Regions from separate parts of the Mus musculus genome. Here region 1 is linked to region 2. The links are chromatin contacts, called in public Hi-C maps. All regions are on one chromosome and are shown on one strand. Each heading gives the region's core, a stretch centred on a gene start, on an enhancer-like site or on the middle of the called end of the contact. The rest is flanking DNA. Distances are from core to core; before and after follow the strand shown.

Evidence for each region. Hi-C and Micro-C count contacts between places; a contact is called where the count stands out from the background.
Region 1: a Hi-C map of cerebral cortex shows a contact between it and region 2, with 3 times the contacts expected there. The contact joins two enhancer-like sites. A contact is called at or near these places in 4 of 484 Hi-C or Micro-C datasets (bone marrow-derived macrophages, brown adipocytes, cerebral cortex and 1 more), 3 of 115 datasets of contacts at active chromatin or transcription factors (embryonic stem cells, large pre-B cells and pancreatic cancer cells) and 3 of 9 other capture datasets (embryonic stem cells, embryonic tail and embryonic trunk).

Annotation. Positions count from the first base shown.
Region 1 is chr13:52,111,242-52,116,769 of GRCm38.p6, forward strand. All of the region lies in intron 3 of 4921525O09Rik (RIKEN cDNA 4921525O09 gene), which reads left to right. Among named protein-coding and RNA genes, the nearest start is that of 4921525O09Rik, 17 kb to the left of the region's middle. Within about 2 kb of position 2,485, at least 37 of the 459 cell types and tissues checked have an H3K27ac peak or open chromatin away from gene starts, as enhancers often do. A contact at or near this core is called in cerebral cortex, where this site is marked.
Region 2 is chr13:51,926,751-51,932,785 of GRCm38.p6, forward strand. No RefSeq gene overlaps it. Among named protein-coding and RNA genes, the nearest start is that of Gadd45g, 83 kb to the left of the region's middle. Within about 2 kb of position 3,896, at least 43 of the 459 cell types and tissues checked have an H3K27ac peak or open chromatin away from gene starts, as enhancers often do. A contact at or near this core is called in cerebral cortex, where this site is marked.

The sequences.
Region 1 (5,528 bases), core at 1,235-3,734, 180 kb after region 2:
AGACTGGACTGAGCAGTGAGCCGCCAAGGATCACTTATCTCTGAGCCCCTACCCAGTACTGGGGTTCCAGGCATGCACCAACCAGACGTGGCTCTTTATGTGGGTGCGGGGATCCAAGATCAGATGGTTATATGTGCACTGTAAGGACCTTACCCCCGCGCCTCTCCCCAGCCCCCTCAGAGCTACCCACGGAACGTCTCCCCAACACTGTTGAAGCTCTGTCCTGAAGACTGACTTATTTGTGCAGTTATCACCTTGGATGACTGACTTGTTGGGTTTTCCCAGGGCTAAGCGTTCTGAGCGCATGGAAAGACAAGAAAACCTATATTCTTAGCATCCTGCTGAGCAGCGTCCTAGATGGGTAAAGAGTCTGTGTCTAGCATAGTGGAATCAAGTCTGTAGGGTGCCAGGGTCATCAAGAGGATGCTCTGTGGGGACTCTCTTCTGAGGGGACATGATATACTCTCAGGGAATAAGTCAAATAGAGAATGGTCTTTTCACCATTGTGGACCTGACTCTTCCCCTCCTTGCTTCACCCCTAGCCAGGAACCTCTTATGACTCGGGACAGCTATCCAGGGGAGGGATGGAAGGTGGGGGTGGCTAAATAAGCACCTTTGAGGTCACACTTGCTTTTCTGACAAGTTCCCTCATGCCTCTCTTTTCTTCCTCTCAGCATGCATTGCAGGTAGACTGTGAGAGTGACTATCCAAGGCCATCACAAGGCCAAACCCAGTTCTGCTGCGTGCTGCTTGCTTTTCTCCTGAGCGTGCCCGTGGGGATGTGTTTGTTCAGTGCTGGGACTTTTTTCTGTGCCTAAGGCTGTTCAGAACATTTTTGGGTTTTATATCAGTCTGAATTTAGAATCTTGGAGGAAGAATAAAAGCTTGCTTGCTTACCTCAGGAAAGGCGGGACTAGAGGACGGGAAGTGACCTCACCAAGCTCTGTTTCCCATCTCTATTTCCCTGTTTCTATGTGTCTTTTCCCATATACTTATTCATGTGTGTTTACACATATATGTATGCTGTGTGAGGATATGCACATGTGCGTCTGAACATATGTGCGTGAGTGCGTACACACATACACCCACCCCACACACACCTAGTCTTTCCCCCATAATGCAAGCTAAGTGGTCCCACATCTATGCAAAGCTACTTTGGCTACATCAACATGCAGATGTGAGGGATGTAGTAAGATGGAGGTGGAATAGAGGGTATGTATGAACAGGTGGATCACAGAATGGTCTGAGGAACCCCAAGGTGCTCTTGTGGCAGCAAGCCACTGCATGGAGAGAAAATGATTGTTAGAAAAAGACACACACCAAGTTTACCCTGCATGCAGGAGACAGACTCAGGTTGATACTAGAGTTTTCAGGGACTTAGGCGACTGGTGACTCCTTACTTAGGCAGGGAGCCAAGGCGATGGGAGGAGAGAGACCCTGCTCTCAGATAGAGGACATCGAAGAGCAAGAATGACATCAGAAAGATTCAGGGGACATGAAGGATTTGGGAGACTGCCCATCTGGAAGAGCCCCAGAGCATCTTTGGGAAGCCTCCAGCCTCCCATCCAGATGTGAGGTAAGAGGCAAGGGAGCAGCAGAGGAAACAGGAGAGCAGAGGCAGGCACAGGGTGCCTTGGGTGCAGCCCTCAGTGAAAGAAGAAGGTGCTAAGGTCACAAGGGGGAAGGGCCCTAGGTCAAGGTCAAGGCCGTGTGTGTGTGTGTGTGTGTGTGTGTGTGTGTACTCACGTGCGTTCTTGCAAACAGGTACCATTAGGACTTTGATCTGGGGACACAGTTGGAGTGTAAGGACCTAAGTTTGGATCCTTAGAATCCATGTAAAACCTTGTAGTGGTAGCTGGCATTTATAAGAGCAGCACATCTCAGGCGAGCTAGGAGAGGCAGGAGAATCCCTGAAGCTCTCTCTGTCAGGCCAGCTACCATGGTGCTAAATACCAAGAGACCCTGCCTCAGGCAAGGGGAAAGATGAGGGCTAACAGTGGAGGTTGTCCTCTGGCATCCATATGCCTCGTGGCACTTGCACACATGACCGTGCATGCACACACAAGGGCACACATTCATGTAATCATTGACTCGTGTACACAGGCACACACACACATACATACATACATACATACATACATGCACATACACAAGTATACATACACATGCATGCACAGAGAGGAGGGGGAGGTTACAGGGCTTTGGGGAGAGGAGAGGAAGCTGGAGCCCAAGCTAGAACATTCCTTTTCCTCTCAGGCTCTGAAGAGTGCAGTAACCCCATTTGTGAGGAAGATGGGCCCACTCCCAGTGAAGTGGTACCGACAGAGACCAAGGGTTTGTGCTCTGACCAGATTGTCCTCAGATCAGGAGTGGGCTGAGCCATTCTGAGCACAGGCTGGTACAAAACGTCTCTCCCGTGGCTAACAGCATGGGCCGTTGACCACACGCGGGCATGCTTGTGCTGCCTCAAAAGCACTTAGGCTGCTCCTCCCCTCCCTTTCTGCCTTTAGTGCCAGAAGAGAAATTGCCTGGTCCTCATGCAGCCTGCTCATCTGAGCTGGCAGCTTGCTGGCTGGCTGCAGATAAACAGCAGCAGGTAGGAGGCAAGCGTGCAGTGCTGGCTCCCGAGTGGGAACTGTCATTTCTGCTGGTCCTGTAAAACTAGGAAGGGAATCCTATTTCTGCTGCATAGTATAGGTTCCCAGGATGCAGCCTGCCCCAGTGTACAGGTGAAGGTCCAGGTGGGCCCCACTTTGTAACAGTGGGTCCACAGAGCCCCTTCCGTGCTCTTGTGTCTGTCCCCCCCCCCCCCTTTGGATGAAGTACAGGATGAATCTTTTTTTTTGTAGTTACAAACCAAATTCTTTTATTGGATATTTTCTTTATATACATTTCAAATGCTATCCAGAAAGTTCCCTATACCCTCTCCCCGCCCTGCTCCCCTACCCACCCACTCCTGCTTCTTGGCCCTGGCATTCCCCTGTACTGGGAATGGGCCTATAATGTTTGCAATACCAAGGGGCCTCTCTTCCCAGTGACGGCTGACTAGGCCATCTTCTGCTACATATGCAGCTAGAGATATGAGCTCTGGGGCTACTGGTTAGTTCATATTGTTGCTCCACCTATAGGGTTGCAGACCCCTTCAGCTCCTTGGGTGCTTTCTCTAGCTTCTCCATTGGGCTTCCTGTGTTCCATCCTATAGAAGACTGTGAGCATCCACTTCTGTATTTGTCAGGCACTGGCATAGCCTCACACGAGACAGCTATAACAGGGTTCCTTCAGTAAAATCTTTCTGGCATATGATCACGAAGGATGAATCATTCTTAGGGAAAGGCTGTTGGGTGGAAACGTGAGAAGCCAGGAAGATGTGACTTGCCTGCAGGCGAAACCCTGCACAGAGTGTTCTCCTCTGCAGAACTTGGTTCCAGCGAGAGGCACTGGGGTAAGGGTGTTCCCTCCCTGGAGGCTCCTCAGTTCTACTTGGCAAATGTTACCAACAATGTGCTACCATGGACTGTTCTAACTTGAAATCTACTCTTTGGTTTTCTGCTCTCACGGCCCAACTGTGTTGTCGGGGAGCCTTGAACCCCTGAGTGGAGAGAAACATGCTGTATATAAAATGGAGGAGCAGAGCTGGGGAGAGGGATGCTGTTGTGATTGGATGTGAACTGTCCCCCAGGCTCACGTGTTTGAACATTTGTTCCTCGTGAGAGGACGTTACTTGGGAATATTGTGGAACCTTTAGGAAGTGGATCCTGGCTAGAGAAAATGAGTCACTGAGGCGGGCTCTTGAGGTTTATAACCCAGCACCACTTCCTGTTTAGGCTCAGCCAGTTGTGACCGGCTGGCTTCCTGTCCCTATTACCCATACCTTCCATGCCTTCTGCAGTGACTTAACCACAACAAAGGCCCTGTGTCCCTTCAGACTGCGAGCCAGAATAAGCCTTCTTGCCTCAGGGATTTGTCATGTCAGGAAGAAATGTCACGTGCTTGTGCTCACACAGGGTGACTGAGCGAGGGATCTTAGCAATGCCGTTTTCCAAACTCCAAAGTTGTCTTAGCACATCATTTATGGGCACCCTTCTGTTGCCTATGAATCTGAACTCTGGCTAAATATGCCTTCCCCATGACAGAGGTGCTTTTGCTCAGGAAGTCCAGAGCCTCTTCTCACTGTGGTCTCCATTGCCCTCCTGAACACACTATCCCACTGGGCAGCATGGCCTTCATCCTCCCGTAGTACTCTTTACGCTGCTTGGAATCCAGGTGGGGCAGCTCAACAACTTCACCATCACTTACTGACATAAATTTGGTTCACATGGGATCCTGCCTGGTGAAAAGCCATGCTTTCTGGGGGTTGGCAGCTGCTCAAGATAGCAAACAATTAGAGACAAGGGACAGGAGTCAAGGGACTTTGGGTGATGTACACACCAGTGGGAAGCCCGGCCAAGGAGAGGTTCCATGGTGCAGGTCACTTCCTAGTGCGAAGGAGCAGTTTCCACCCCCAAAACTGCGAGGGTGGGGCCTCCACTTCCTGTCTTGTCCTTTCTATAGAAGGTCAAGGACACTGGAGACAAGATGTGACCACTTGGAGTGCTCTTCGAGGGTGTCTGATGAGCACCCCTTGTGGGCTGTGTCACTGGTGAATGAGGGACGACTTAGAACTCAAGTGTCAAAGCCTTGAGCAGCAGAGAGCTCACTTCAGGGGAGTTGATAATCTCGGTGGGGGGCTGCAAGGCTAGGAAGACCAAATACTGGGAAGACTGGGAGCTGGGAGGCTGACCTTGGCTAGCCTTGGGTCAGAGGAACCAGGCTAGACTAGACTGGGGGGGGGAGCAGCTCTTCTGCAGCCCATTTGCTGGGTTAGCTTTGAACTGGTGTTCCATACCAGGTCACTTCTCAACACCCAATCAGCTCTCTTTATCATGAATGTATAAACCCAGCTACTTGTATATGTGGATATTTCAACCCCATTGTGCAATGTGTTTTGACTCCCTGCCTGTCTCTTCCTTATGCTTGTCTTTAGAGGAGCTGAGGGTGCTGTAAAGTATCTCCAGTCCATGCAGGGGATGAAATCAAACTGGGCTGGGTCCCTGGGATTGGTTCTAGGCCAATGGAAGTGTGCTGTTTCCTTAATTCATGCTTCCTGGCCCAGTGGAGTGGCCCAATGCTATGGCGCCAGCTGTCCTATTGAACTCAGGGGGGTCTGAAGCAATGTGTGTCCTGGGAATAGAGAGTTTAAGAAACAGGCATTTTTCTCCACACCCAGGCATCGGGAGCCACACACAGACTACTATCCCCTGACTCGACAGCTCCTCCTTCCCAGGGGAAAGCTGTATCAAGTAGAAATTAGCACTGCGTGTGAGCCAGGAGAATCCTCAGCTGACCAGCTTCACAGCTCATGGATGTTTTAGTCTCTACTCTTTGGTAGTAGCTCCTTCAATCATGGGCAGCGTACATATGGAACTAATTTTTCATTGGTCTAAAGCAGAGTTGACCTCCGGTTCCATATTTGGGGGAAGTCACGCACT
Region 2 (6,035 bases), core at 2,646-5,145:
CTCCTGATCCTTCAGCCCCTGCCTCTGCCACATGGGCTGGAGAGAGGGGCAGGAGGTCAGGGTTTTTTGTGGATCACAGGATTTTGGAGGTTTCTGCACAAAGGCCCAGCTGCTGGGGATGACAGAGGCAGGAGCCTGTCTGTTAGGCTCTGGCCTCTGGCCTCTTGGGAGGCAGGTGAGACAGCTGCCCCTGAGGCTTGCCCACCCACAGCCCCTGCAAGCAGCTCCAGTCACGTGAGCCTGAGTGGGAGGGAGCACCTGCTACCAGTCGATGTGGCCTCGAGGGAGGACACTAAGGAAGTTGCCCAGGCGCAGGCAGCGTCCTCCTCGCCCCCAATGCTGCCACCGATTCCGTGGAGCACAGGGGGCGGGGGGGGCATTCCCTCGGGGAGTCTGCCCTCTTCCTCCACCCTCTGAATCCCAGTTGCTCTGCCCTGTAAAATATTGGTGTGGCTTGATGCCTGAGCAGGTGGTAATAGCTCTAGAGTTCCTCAATATAAATGTAAAAACTAAGCCATGATCAGGGGCACCTCACAGGCTGAGGGGAGATTGTGCAGGGCCTGGGAGTTAAGGACCAGTCTAGGCAACGCAGTGGCAAGCTCCTTTCTAAAGACAAAAGCAAAGTAATCAGGGCTTGTGATACAGGCTTGGAATCCCAGCTACCCAGGGAGCTGGAAGTGTTGGTCTGCACGGTCCTGGCTAGTCTGAGCTACAGAGTGAGTTCAAGGTCATCCTGAGCACTTTGCAGAGAGCCTGGCTTAAAACAAAAGAAAAAGTCAAGTTCAGGGTTCAGGGATGTCGATCACCAGTAGAGCAGTTGCCTAGTGTATCTCCAATGCCTCTGCAACAATGAAAATATCGAGCAAACTCAACCCATAGGAGATAGATTTAAAAAAAAAAAAAAGGTTCTCTATTACAGTCAGATGGGGCCAGGGGAATAGGGGCCATAAGAGTTCTGAAGTAGCTTAGCCTCTGAGCACGGGTTCTCTGGTCTGAATTTGGGGAACAGGGATAGCCCCACGTCCTGTTTAAACACAAGCCTGCTACCTAGAACCATCTATGGCTCCCAATAGCACTAATGCCCGTCCTTGAGAAGTATCGGGGTTCCGATAGAAATCAGCATTGTGCAAGACTGTCTTGCATCAGTTTTCTCTGGGTTTGATGTACATGAGCACCCACATCCAGGGAGCTGAGCAAAGAAACAGCAGTTAAGGCAAACTGAAAGAAACAAAATACTTATTCACGCTGTCTCTGACTCCACGCCCACCTGAAAGTGCTGCTCTTAACTTACCTGTGTACTCGGCCTCTAATTTTGATCTAACCTGGAAGGGTTGACTGCGCCAGTGCATTGAAAATCTTATTCCCGAAAGGGATACGTGGGGCACAGCCCTGTCTCGGGAAAGGCACCATGGGCAGGTCAGCTCTGTGGTAGGTAGCATTGCTGTGGTATAACATCTTTCGTTCCGTGAGGATTCTGAGCGCCAAATGCTGGGTTTTCTACTACGGGCTTTTGTGTTGGGGCAGGGCAGTCACAGGTTTTCTCTGTGTGGAAAGATGGGCTTTTCACAGCATGCAGGAGAGAGAGAGAGAGAGAGAGAGAGAGAGAGAGAGAGAGAGCGCATGGGGATGTCTGTCAGCGTGACCAGCATTGGCTGCTTCAGGACATGGGGCAGGATGGAGACTAGAGACCCAGGGTGACTGAGGCTGGGGCAGAGGCCTTAGTGATCCACACAACACAACAGCTGGCCAGCCTTTCTCTCTCTCTCTCTCTCTCTCTCTCTCTCTCTCTCTCTCTCTCTCTCTCTCTCGCTGGCTGTTTTCTCAAGCACCTCAGCTGTTGACCAAATCTACTCACTCACCTTTGTCCTCCAAGCAACTTGGTCCTTGAAACCCAGGCAGCACCCAAGGGTCGCAGCCATATTAGTACAAAGAATGGGCTCAGTAGGAACTCAGCATCTATTCTTTAAAACTTGTTTTCAGTTTTCCAAACAGGAAAGCACATATTGTGTCCTCTTAGTCTCCCAGCCAGAGACTAATTAGACTGTAGTATATCCCCCATTGTTCCAGGAAAACCGGACCCAAGGTGCTCCTGGCAGGCTAGGGCACCACCCGTAAAAGCCCCTTTCTCTGGGCCGAAGTGTTTCCAGCCAGCAACCTGGAATATGCTTGGCTGGATGAGTCAGGCTGGCAAGGCTTGGGAGGATCTGTGTGGCACAATGCTCATGAGACAGTGTCCCCACAAAGATAGATGTACACTTCTGCTCCTGAGCTGCGTCTCTATGCAGGCATGCTCTGCTGCCCTGGACCACAGCAGATGAGCTTAGTCCACCATGTGCATCTTTCTCTTCCAGCAATGGCTGGAGCGTGCTGACTTGGGATAGCAGTTTTAAAGCCTCCACCTTCCATGATCTTTGCCCTCCACCCCTCTGAGTTGGGAAGGCTGTCTCCTTTCCCCCAGAACACCGGGCCACTTTCAGTCCTCATAGGTACATGGTATCTCATAGAAGGGAAGGCTCCTGCCTCCTGCAGGATCTTCATTGGTAGCTGGCAGGTATGTTGCCCGACTTCCGAGCTGACACACAATGTGTCCTGTGGCCACTGGCTGCCATCTTGTTGAGGACACACAAGCTAGCCTGTGGTGGGATTGAAAAGTAGCCAGAGGGGGAAAGGACAGCACTCTGGGACTGAGGCTGAACGAGGTGATACCTTCCTAATTCCCCAAAGTTCCAGCTGCTACTGATCACACTGCACAGAGCCCCGGACCACAGCCAAGCCTCCTGAAAACACGAACTTGAGTGAGGTTGGTTTGAAGATGCGTAGGTTTGGGGGTGACTTCTTCTACTGGGACTCGTATCTAACACACCTGATACTCTAAGCTATCATTCATCCTCTTCAAAGATGCTTCATGCCTCTCTGTCTGGCCCTATGGACGCGGTCAGCCTGTTTGTCAGTCCTTGTGCAGACAGTTCTAGCTCCCAGACTGGCCTCTTAGATTGCCAGATGCAAATGCTAAACTCTGCCTGCTTATTTGTCAGCTTCTCCTTACTTTTTTTTTCTTTTTTCTTTTTTTACACCCCCCCCCTTTTTTTTCCCAAAAGGCTTGCAGGTGCCTTGGCACATTCTCACAAGAAGTTAAAATGAAGCCAGGGACATTGGCAGACCAGTAGGCCACTGCAGGGAAAACCAGCAGTGTACACCAGGAAGCTGATGGGGAACAGGGCTGCCTCTCAGAAGAGCATCAGCTCTTAATTTGTAAAGGAAAGCAGCGCCAGTCTTCAGGCTGGGCAAGTTGATTTCCTGGCATTGTTGGTGGGGAAAGTGAAGGGCCTGAGTGCCTGTTGCCCGTGGGATTGCAAAAAAACAAAACAAAACAAAACAAACAAACAAAACAAACAAACAAAACAAAACCCCACAGCCTTCAGTGTTTCTAGTAGCTTGCTTTTGAAAAGAAAAGCTACATGTTTTATCTTATTTTAGTTTCAGCTTGACAGTCTTTCAGTGCCATTGCATAGTGCAGAACTTTGGGCAACATGTTTCGTTCTCCTTTGGGCACCGTGTCTCTCTTGGCAGCTGGACAGAGCCCAAGAAAGCTGGGAGACACAGTCTGCCTGGGCAGTCTGTCTCCTGTGGACCTCAGCAGCCCTGGTAATGTTTTTGGCAGGAACAGGGTGGTGTCCCGAGAGCGCCAGAGGCAGATTTTCTGTGCCTGTTGATGGAGGCCAGATCCACGTGCCCTGGGGCCTCCACACAGGCAAAAGGCTGACATTCTGTTCTGCACACTCCATCTGAACTTAGATTAGGCAGGGCAGTCAGCACCTGCTTCTCCCTCAGGGATGTGGGGCTGGAAGAGTTGGCTGGTACCAAATAGACTTCTCCAGGAGCTGATCTGAGCTCAGTGGGTGGCTCTGTGAATCTACAGCTGCGGGCTGGGGAGGGAGGGGCCGGGAGCTCTCAGTGTAAGGGATGGCTGAGAGTCTGGCCCTGCTCTCTGAGTACTGGCTACATATTCTTGTTGGTCATAGGACTAAAGCTCTTTTTTTTTTTTTAACATCCTCAATACAGTCACTATGGTGTATAAATGCACTCTTCTTCCGTGTACCTGAAGCCTCATTCTCTGATATGACTTCCCAGGGCAGGTGGGACCTTGCCATCTGTGGCAGGTTTCACTCTGAAGTTCAGAACCATCTGTCCTTTTTCCTCTTTCCTTCAGCCTGTGCTTGCTCATGGAGAGATTCTGCATGGGGGAACATGGGAATTTCCTCTGAGTCCCCATGTCTGCAAGGTATATGCTAGGATACTCAGCCCTGCCTCCTTTGGGGTTATCCCACAGATGAGCCTTGTATCAAGTCCAGGAAGCAGAAGGAACAGACTCTAGCCAGTGAGAAGGAGGAACTTTCCATCTGTGCAGTACAGCGATCCAGCTCTTGATTTGCAGGGAAGCAAGATGTAGTGTAGAGTCATCAAGATGCACACGAGCCACAAGAATGCTTTATCTCCTTCCCACTGTGACCTGGTATTGTCTCCCATATTCATCTCTGACCATCTCTACCCAGGGTCGGCTCAGCATCCACACCTGAAGCCCCAGTGGGGGTCACCTCCCAGCATCCACACCCCATGGGTGGTGACAAAGTCAGTGCAGACAGACAGAGCCTGGCCCAGTGACATGCGAGGAATGTGTTAGAATTGGTAGATTACATACTTAGGACCCCTCCCAAGCTCTTCCACCAGCAATATCGTATCTGCTTCCCCTGCAATTTCTCCTCCACTCATGGAAATGGATGGAAAATGCCTCTCCTCTGGGTAACCTTTATTATGGGCGTGTGCAAGTGTCCTTGGTAAATGATTAGGATTTAGGGTGCCCAGAACGCATCTGATCAGTGATGGATGCTGCACCTATGAAGATGGCATGTACTTTCTAAACGTCATGTTGGGCTAGGTCCTCAACTCAAGCCTCCTTCTAAGAAGGACCCACAAGCCAGCCGCTGGGGATGCTCTGCAGATGACTTTCTGGTGTTCCTTTCTAGGGCCAAAATTGTGGAGCTAATGGCATGCCTTCCTTGGTGGACACACCTGGTACCGATGAAGCCAGGGGTATAGGGTTTTTCCTTACAGGAGAAAGTCTACAGGCCCTTCCAGCCTCAGAGCTGCTGGGAGGCTAAGACAGGTAGTGTAGGATCTACATTCTGTTGCCCACTACAGTCGTGCACTACTGTGCCTGCCAGGTGCTCCTTAATCCAGCCCCATGAGTTAGAGCTTCTTGTCCCCAAGAGTGTGTCTCAGCTTTGTTGTTGCAAGCTGCATTCTCACTATGTCCCAGGATGTCAGCCCTCGGCATGTTGGAGGGATTCACTGGAGAAGATGGTGGGGATGTATCATGGCTGACTCAGAGACCAGCGCTTCTGGGAGTTCAGTCAAGGCTACAGTCACGAGGTGCCCAATGTCTTTCTGCTCAAAGACAGGCTATCTATAGATGGAGGCTTTGTGAGACGGTCGTGGAAACTCTCATAGCTTGGGCATTTTTAGTTACCTTTGTGATTTTTTTTTTTTTTAGATACATAAAATCATTGTAGTACGGTCATCTTCATTGTCACATCTACTGTCATTTGTACCAGGACACATCTGCAGAGTATGTCCTCATTATTAAGTGACCCACAACTGCTCTTCCTCCTGCCAGGGCAGGCTGTACCCCAGATGATGAGTGACTATCAACCTTTCAGTTCTTAAGTTGTTTTGCCAAATACTTTGTCCCGGCAAAGAGAAAGGTAGCTAGCACCTCAGTTGAGTGAACTCTAAAGGATGCTGGATGATGGGAAAGAGGGCTAAGAAGGAACCCACAGGAGATGAACTGTGACTTAGGTCTGGACTTATGTTGAGGCCAGAGTCAGGGCATAGGTCATGGGCTAGTAGGGAGAAGATAATCGTGAAATGGGGCAAGCCAGTCAGGCCCCAGGCAGAAGGATGAGCAGGGATCGAGGTGAGAGGAGTGACAATGACGAGAGGATGGTTCGATCCGACACTCACAAGGTCACTTCTGG